2 separate regions of the Zea mays genome follow, and region 2 is linked to region 1. Evidence: chromatin contacts called from public Hi-C data. All regions are on one chromosome and are shown on one strand. Each heading gives the region's core, a stretch centred on a gene start, on an enhancer-like site or on the middle of the called end of the contact. The rest is flanking DNA. Distances are from core to core; before and after follow the strand shown.

What was found. Hi-C and Micro-C count contacts between places; a contact is called where the count stands out from the background.
Region 2: a contact with region 1 is called in a Hi-C map of endosperm, with 2.6 times the contacts expected there. The contact joins the enhancer-like site here to the promoter of LOC103633646 in region 1. A contact is called at or near these places in 4 of 25 Hi-C or Micro-C datasets (ear, endosperm, leaf and 1 more).

The regions. Positions count from the first base shown.
Region 1 is chr1:34,759,716-34,763,739 of Zm-B73-REFERENCE-NAM-5.0, reverse strand. It overlaps LOC103633646 (long chain base biosynthesis protein 1a-like), which reads left to right and starts at 2,165. Exons shown (of 13, transcript NM_001346710.1): 1 at 2,165-2,362; 2 at 2,664-2,816; 3 at 2,898-2,992; 4 at 3,120-3,211. The coding sequence starts at 2,705.
Region 2 is chr1:34,866,055-34,870,078 of Zm-B73-REFERENCE-NAM-5.0, reverse strand. LOC101060998 (phosphomevalonate kinase) reads left to right here. Exons shown (of 10, transcript NM_001368240.1): 10 at 566-1,116. The coding sequence ends at 832. Among protein-coding and RNA genes, the nearest start is that of LOC101060998, 11 kb to the left of the region's middle. Within about 2 kb of position 1,753, at least 15 of the 20 cell types and tissues checked have an H3K27ac peak or open chromatin away from gene starts, as enhancers often do. A contact at or near this core is called in ear, endosperm and tassel, where this site is marked.

The sequences.
Region 1 (4,024 bases), core at 916-3,415:
ATGAAGGTTATGGTGTAGGCTGTGGCGTAACCTGATACACCACTGTGTGTAACGGTGTATGGGCAGTCGTCCTATCCCCTCCACCTGTTCCACCCTGCCTAGGTAACGTGTGGGGAACAGTAGGAGTTATAATGAGGGGTGCCCATGCAACGTATTGAGTCAATCGTCCTGTCTCGGTAACACGCGGGTTACTGGCGTAGCCCAGACCTTGCGGATTTCGCGCATGTATTTAATCCGGGGCGCACGCCACCTGCCACTAGCGCAGGCAAGCGCGCGTCCTGTTCGCACTTAATGCTGGCGACCCCATGTCAGAGGCTTACGTCAGGCGTCTCCGGCCACGTGTCGGCACCGGACCTCTGCCTGGGCATGCTCCTAGGAATGTGTGGTGTCGTGGCACCCCCGGACCTCCAGTGATTGGGGGCCCGGAACATGGATGAGGGGGTTCGGGCCCCAACCGTAATGGCCTGGACACATGGCGGCACCGAATCTCATCTGGTTTGAGGTTCAGATGACACATGTGGGGTCCTGTCCGGAACCGATCTTGTAGTCATGAGAGTGCTTTTACTCCAGGGGCATGGAGCTGCTCCGGACCCCCTTCCCGGGGATCCGGTGGGCCCATGTGAAGGTCTGGATCCCGTTCGTGGGAACTCAGACCTACGACCGAAGTTGCTGATTACTCCCTTCTATGGGACTTGTGGTGATACCGGTTCAGCCCAAGTAACGAGCCCAGCTGGTCCGAAACCACATATGACGGGCCTCAATCCTGAGTCGGGCTGGCCAGCCATAGATTTGTGGCTATGGGCAGCCATAGGGGTCCTCGCCTTGATCCATCAAAATTGGGTACCCTATATTTAAGGTACTGACAAATAGGATAGGGTATATTCTTGGTTACAACAAATGACTAATCACATCCAGATATCGTGTGGTTTTGATGTCGCAAACACCTTCATAATTATCTCTGAAGATAATAGGAGATGTGCTCCACAAATAGAAACGAGTTATATTAAGACTAATATGTTTAAACATATTTCTCCTAAATTTCTCTATCCTTACGAACTTTAGAATAAGGTGAGGTAAAAATCATGCAAGTCAAATTTTATGACAATTTAACTGATTTAAAATCCTTACTCGTAACCATATTAAAAAAATATGTTCAAAGTATAGAGATGAAATATTTGAGAGACCTACAAACTTCAGAGGGAGAAGACCCTGAATGTTATCCCTCGCTACTCGAGGCATGAGTTAATCATAATATTTACCTAACACAGAGTGCTAAGAAAATCTATAAAATATTATGTGGGCTAACACCGAACATATCCTTAAGTGACTCTATTTTTTATATAATAAAGATGTATGCTTTATAATAAATAATAAGATAACAAATTATTTATTATTGTCTCTTGCCTGTTTTGGTGTTTACGTTGTCAAAGTAAAGAAACAGAGAAATAATTTATCCGTTCTAAATTAGTATTCACTTTAGCATTTAGTTTTTATGTCTATATTTAAATATATGATACTAAATCTATATATATATATATAACATATATGTTAATTATTATATGAGTTCACTAAATATTCGAAACGAATTTTATTTTGAGACGGATGAAGATTTTTTCTTACGCTCTAATAAAAGATTTAAAGATCTCAATCTAGAATTTAGGACGACACCAAGTCCTGTCCGTCGAGGCTGCGACCCTGCTACAAGGAGTAGTTCTACCTCTGAACTGAAGTCAGTCATGAGCTGCCATCAGCCAAGTCGCAGGCGGTTAACTAACCACTGATTATAAAAGTTTATAAGTAAATCCCAACACAAGATATAGAGAGTGGACCACCGGAGTCGTAACAGAAAAATATCATCAGCCAGGATTGACCACACGGATCATCATTGGATCAACGCTGGCTGGCCCGGACTCCCAGTCGAACGAAACGAAAGGGACGATCGTCGCAGCCGCAAGGCCAGACAGACGCCGAGCCCAGCCAGCGCCAGCCGAAGACGACCGCCGCCCGGGAGCCAGCCCAATCAAACCCATCGCCCATCGGTCTCCTCTCTCCCTCTTTGTCCACCGCGTCGTCGTCTCGTCTCCCTCCCCGCCCCTCGTATATTAACAGCCCCGTCGTGACTACACTGACCACCGCCTCGAATCCATCGCTCCGCTACTCGAACCAGACTCATTGGTGCATACTCCCGCGTCCCGCCTGGCTCCGGGGTCCATTCGTCGACCCATCTCCGGCGAAAGCTTACCTCTACTACCACTGAAGCGAAGGCGTCACATCGGAAGAATTGTAGCTGTTTGTCCTCCTCTTCCCGACAGCGCAGAGCGGAGATCCGACCGGACCTGGGATCGATTCCTTCCTTTTCTCGGTAAGGAAGCCCTAGCTTTGCTTGGATGAGCCTTTGGTGTTCTCCTGCTGGATCTTACCAGTGCTGCCAATCAAACCAGAGTCTCTGTCGCTGGGATGGGGGTCTCTCCAGGCCGTCCAATTCGTTACGGATTCCCTTGCTGTGTGCCTGTGTCCTGTGTGCAGGGGAGCAATAGATAGTGGCCTGTTTGTTTCCCGATAATTCGAGAGGGGTTTAGCTGAACCCACGAGTTCCTCCACGTTAAGCCCGCCGCGCCTGGTTCGGCGATCGATCTGACTGATGGAAACTGCTTGGTTGGCAGATTCTGGGCGCTAACGGTTCCTGAGGGAAGCTCCTGGGGACATGGACATGGCATTGCCCGTTGTGAATGCCACAGCGGCGGTGCTCGCCCGTGTCTCGGCTGCGTTCAATGCCCCACTTGCCCGTGCAGTCGTCTTCGGGGTCCATATCGATGGTAAATCCCTCTTTCCTCATGGATTCATAAGACGGGTCGGCGGCTTAGTGTCTCACATTCAGTCGCGACGGGATTTTCCAGGGCACTTGGTCGTGGAAGGGCTTCTTATTGCAGTCATCGTGTTTCAGCTCTCCAGGAAGAGCTACAAACCACCAAAGAAACCACTTACTGAAAAGGTCAGGACGTCATGTGTTCTTATCGTTCGTAACTACTAGAACCAGACAATTCTTAATACTGTAAAGTATTGTTCTCGTCGCCTGTTCATGAAGCATGTCACTGAATGCCAGCATTTTGTCTCTGCAGGAGATTGATGAGCTATGTGATGAGTGGGAGCCAGAGCCGCTATGCCCTCCAGTCAAGGAGGGGGCTCGAATTGATACTCCAATGTTGGAAAGGTTTGCACTATAGCTTGGTTTTCAATGGAGTTGTACCAGATTGTTAGTTCAAATCAGTAGTTGACCCATTGGTGTTGGAAATTTAGCAGCCTAAGGAATTTTTGCTTAAAGTAAATTCACAATTAAATAGGGTATGCTGTGGTTGTTGTTGCATGAGTAACCCTACATTATCATTTCATATCTATGGATTAACTGGGCGATCTCACTCTTCAAGTTGTGGGAGCGTTAGTTCAGTTCTTATACTAGTTTCACTTAACTTAATAGTGCCATGTGTGGGACCTATTGTTTTGGAACGTTTACTTTCTAGATTATATGACATTTAAACCATTTACTTATGAATAAGCAGCAAGGGACACATTGAACCACAAAGAATTTCATTTTCCCTTGCTACCCAGATGTCTACATAGCTACATGCTTCTTGGATTGTACTCTCTCTTTTCTGATATCAGTATGCATCTAATGTAATAATGTATACTTCTGGATGTATATTGCTAATCTTATTTCTTAGGAGGGATTCATGACATCACAATATAAGCTTGTACCTTCATATAGTTGTCAATGTAATGTTGTTTCTTTGGATACATTGCACTAATAAAACAGAAGTTTCATTGATTTAATGTTGTTTCTTAGCTCTTAGGATGTATTGTGCTAATAAAACAGCAATTTCGTCAACGATATGCTCCCTAGTCTGTAGTTATAGGAATAGCTATTGAACATCCCTTGTGATAGCAGTGCTCTATCTGAAGATACTACTATACATGGGATATTCTTTTTGATGAATATCTCCTGAAATCCATTTGAGTTATCTATGTA
Region 2 (4,024 bases), core at 504-3,003, 110 kb before region 1:
TGGTTCTTTTGAGTGATTGGCGCCTCCAAAAAGGTGTCAACAATCATCATCAGCAGAATATGAGTCTCCCATCCTTCTAAGTTCTAAGGATCAGGTGACCGGTGGTTCAGTTCAGACAATATACAAGGAGGACTCAAGCAGACAAGCCACTTGTACATTTTTGTTATATATATATACTATATGTATCTTTTCTCTTCATATAGAGAGTTGGCCGATCGATCCATCAGGTAGAACAGATGCCCTACTCTCCGGCTGCCTGCTGGAGGTTGCAGCTCATAATGCAGCTGGATGGATGGATGGATCCATGGATCGATCGCCAGGTCCCCTTCAGGCTCGAGAGGCCATGCACCACAACGTGTCCCTGTCGGAGGGGGAGCCAAAGGCCCAGAACGAGCGAGATCGACGCCCCCATTGACCCAGCCTTGTTTAATGGATCAATGGGCAGGGAGCTTGATTCGCAGGGCATAATCACAGCAACATGGATCACTAAGTTATGAAATTGTAGATATAATAGGGTCAATATTCTTATTCAACCTTGTTTGATATCTTTGCCCTAATTTTGTAGATTGAGCCAGATTCACAAACACGGCTACTTGACGCCACTATGAATATGGAGGGTGTTTTACTTGCTGGAGTTCCGGGAGCTGGTGGCTTCGATGCAGTATTCTCAGTGACTTTGGGGGATGCAAGTAATGCTGTAGCAAATGCTTGGAGCTCTGCTGGCGTTCTGCCACTTCTCGTTCGAGAAGACTGCCGTGGTGTCTCATTGGAAGATGCTGACCCAAGAACAAGGGAGGTATCGGCAGCTGTATCGTCCATTCAGATTAATTGATTCTACTGTTAATATTCTATTTATGTATTGTGCCGAATGCTAGGAGGTACGTGGTTAAAATAAGTGCTGCACTTGCAGCAAGTTAGCACGTTGTTTACAATGACTGTTCATGAGTGTAGAAAATAAGGAATTCAATGGATTTCCATGGAATTAGTGCTTGTAGTTATAGCTATGGAATGTACGTGAGAAAATGTCAAGGTATCCAACAAACTCATACTGTAAACCTTGTATTTGTAACTTTTGCGGTTTGTATGATAATTCGGCATGTGTTAATGTTTGATATCTGACCTTATCCCATGATAGGTAGTGGTCGCGGCTATAAGTCTGTCCGTGGTCAGTGGTCAGTAGCCAACTGTTTCGACACAATATTGTGAAAACAATAGAAACCGTTTCGAATTAAAGCCAAACAAACAACTTGAGTTGGCTTTGGATTTTGGAAGTGGCCACCTACCAAGCATGGTGGAATGTTGCTTAATCTGCCTATGCTTTCCTCATGCCAGTACTCCCTCCGTTTCGTTTTAGATGTCGCCGCTATTTATAGAATGTGTGTTGGAAACGACTTATAAAAAGAAACGGAGGGAGTACTATTCACTGATCAATTGCTTTGATTTATTCCTAAGATAGCTAAGACATTCCTTCTCAATTTGGCATCCGACCAAGAGTTTTTTTCTCTAAATAAAATCTATTAAGTAAAAACCACTGTTTATCTTTCTACCCTCCAATAAGTTTCACTCTACATTATGAATATGATGCAGGCAAAATAAGCTGCACGAGATGAGGCGGAGGAGATGATGGTTGAAGTCACATTTCGAATTTCGAATGTGGGAGGAAAAGACCCTGGGCCATTGGAGAGTCAGGGCTCGTATTCGCCCGTTGTAGGGACCACCTCATTGGGGATGGTAGCTATGAGAGGCCCTCTCTCTCTCTTGTCCTGTTGGACGAGTTGACGTGCATCTAGGGAGGTGCCCTCGTATCACCACTTGGACTGGTCTCTCATGCATTTAGAGTTTTAGGGTTCAGGATTTAGGGAGATGCCCTCGAGACTTGTTGCAGGGATGTGCTCGTGTCATGTAGCGGCATAGACATGCGTTGACTTGTGCCAGGCTCACGTTGCACATGGAGCTCTCTGTCTGTCTGCTGCATCACAGCGTGCTCAGGAAGCGCGCAGACCTCTTCACGAGCTCTACATTCCTCGGACGTAGCCGGCTACGAGAGCCCCCGAAGTAGGGCTGCCGCGGTAGCAACGTTGTGGCTTACGCGTGATAAGAGTGGGGGCTTTGCGTGTCCTTTATGATCCGCTGATTGACGTCACAGGCGATGGTGCGTGCGTGCCCTCCGTCTCGGCAATGCTTGAGCTCACGCTCGAGTTTCACGCGCTATTGCTCAATTTGGCAGCGCGCGTCATCGAGCTCCCTTTGTCGCTCCTGCATCCGGTTCAGCTGCAGCTAGGATCCGTCCGTGGGAGTGACATTGCCATCTCGTGATTCGGTCATAAAGCATTCGCGTGAGGAGTGATGGATCCTTTCACTTGAGTTCGTGTTAGAGGATCCCAATTCTTCCATAAGAAGGTTGAGGATCGACTCCGACACATAGTTGGCCGCTGACACGAACTCGATGTTCGTGGGAGTTGGCATACCGTGCGGTAGCGCTGGGACGCTTCCCGTAAGGACCTTCGAGGAGAGCGGTGCTCAGTCGGAGAGTTGTGCTCACGCATTGGCGAGCGAGACTTGGATGAGGCACATGTCCTCCTAGGACAGTCGGGGTCCCATAAAAGCGTGAACTTGGCGCCACATGCACTCACTGTTCAGGTCCAGGAGCCACTTGCTCCCGGAAGCTTGGGTCTCCGAGGTGTGGAGCTGTAGTTACCCAAGCGCCTCAGTGATGGTGTCAAAGTTGGTGACATGGCTGCAAGAAAGTCTCCACCTACGCCAACATCCCCTCGATGGTGGTGATGAAGTCGAGGGTACCAAAGCACACTCTCGTGCTCGCGACCTAGCTAGTGACATGTCTTGCCATCTGCTACCCGGTAATGGAGAAAAATGGCATACGCGGAAAAAGACCCTACCCATTGGACGGGTCAGGTCAAGTTTCTTATGGGTTTTCCATATTGGGGTCAGATTTTAAGCAACAAAAAAAAATTGTGGGTAATGCGTGACCCGATTGTTGTAGCTCAAATCCACTTAATCCATGGGCGGGGTTGGCTCAACAGCACGATTGCCTATTCGGCTATTTATCAACGAGGAGCCTCTTGGGCTCAATCGGTGGAGGGAACTCATATGCTACATCTACATACCGATCTTTGCTACAAGCTAAGTTGACACTTTCAGCATCCTCGAGCTCTGGTCTGCTAGCTCATCTACTTAATTAGCTTTCCCCACTTACATAATTGTTACTGATCATGTTTAGTTTAAGGTCGGACCCTCCAGTTTTTATGTGACAAGATCATATTTTATCGTTAAACGTCAGTTCAGCATTATCTGCACTGCACACGGTGGGTATCTGAAACTGTACCAAAACAGTTCAGCATGTCTATGTTAGAGTCGGCATGCTTGTTCTTATCCTAGCTTGGATAGGGCTCGCTTTGGGCTTAATTTGGGTGAGGAAATCCGGAAGATCTATGGCTTTTCGGAGGCCAGCTTGTTTATTTGTCGGCTATGAATCTGGCTTTGGCTTTTCGGAAACGCTGAAGGCCAGGGAATGCCAGGTATTCGCCATTCACCAATCGATGGAAATTCGTTTTTAAAATGTGTGACTTCTGTTAGTACTAGGGTGGCTCTTTTTGCATGAATCTGTGGTCCTGACGAACCAGCGTTCTAAACGGCACTACGTCTATACTCTAAAACCATATTCGGGCATATCAAAAGAGATGCATAGTTCTGTGAAATTCTGAGGCAAGTTTCTGTTTTTTAAGGAAAAATGGTGATGCTCTTGTAACTACGCAATTTATTATACTTCACGGTCCAACTGGGGAGGTGTGTGGAACCATAGGAGAAATGAGAGGAGGAGGAAAAAGGATGGTGGAAAATAACTCTCAAAGGTCGGTCTAGAGTTGAAAGGTAGGATTAAGGCTACATATTGTCTGGCTTGACCTTATTCAGTTGGCTAGACCCATTGTCTAGATTATATAATTCATTAATAATCTAGATGAGAAACAAATTAAACAGAAAGATTATTAGGCCAGTTTATATAATT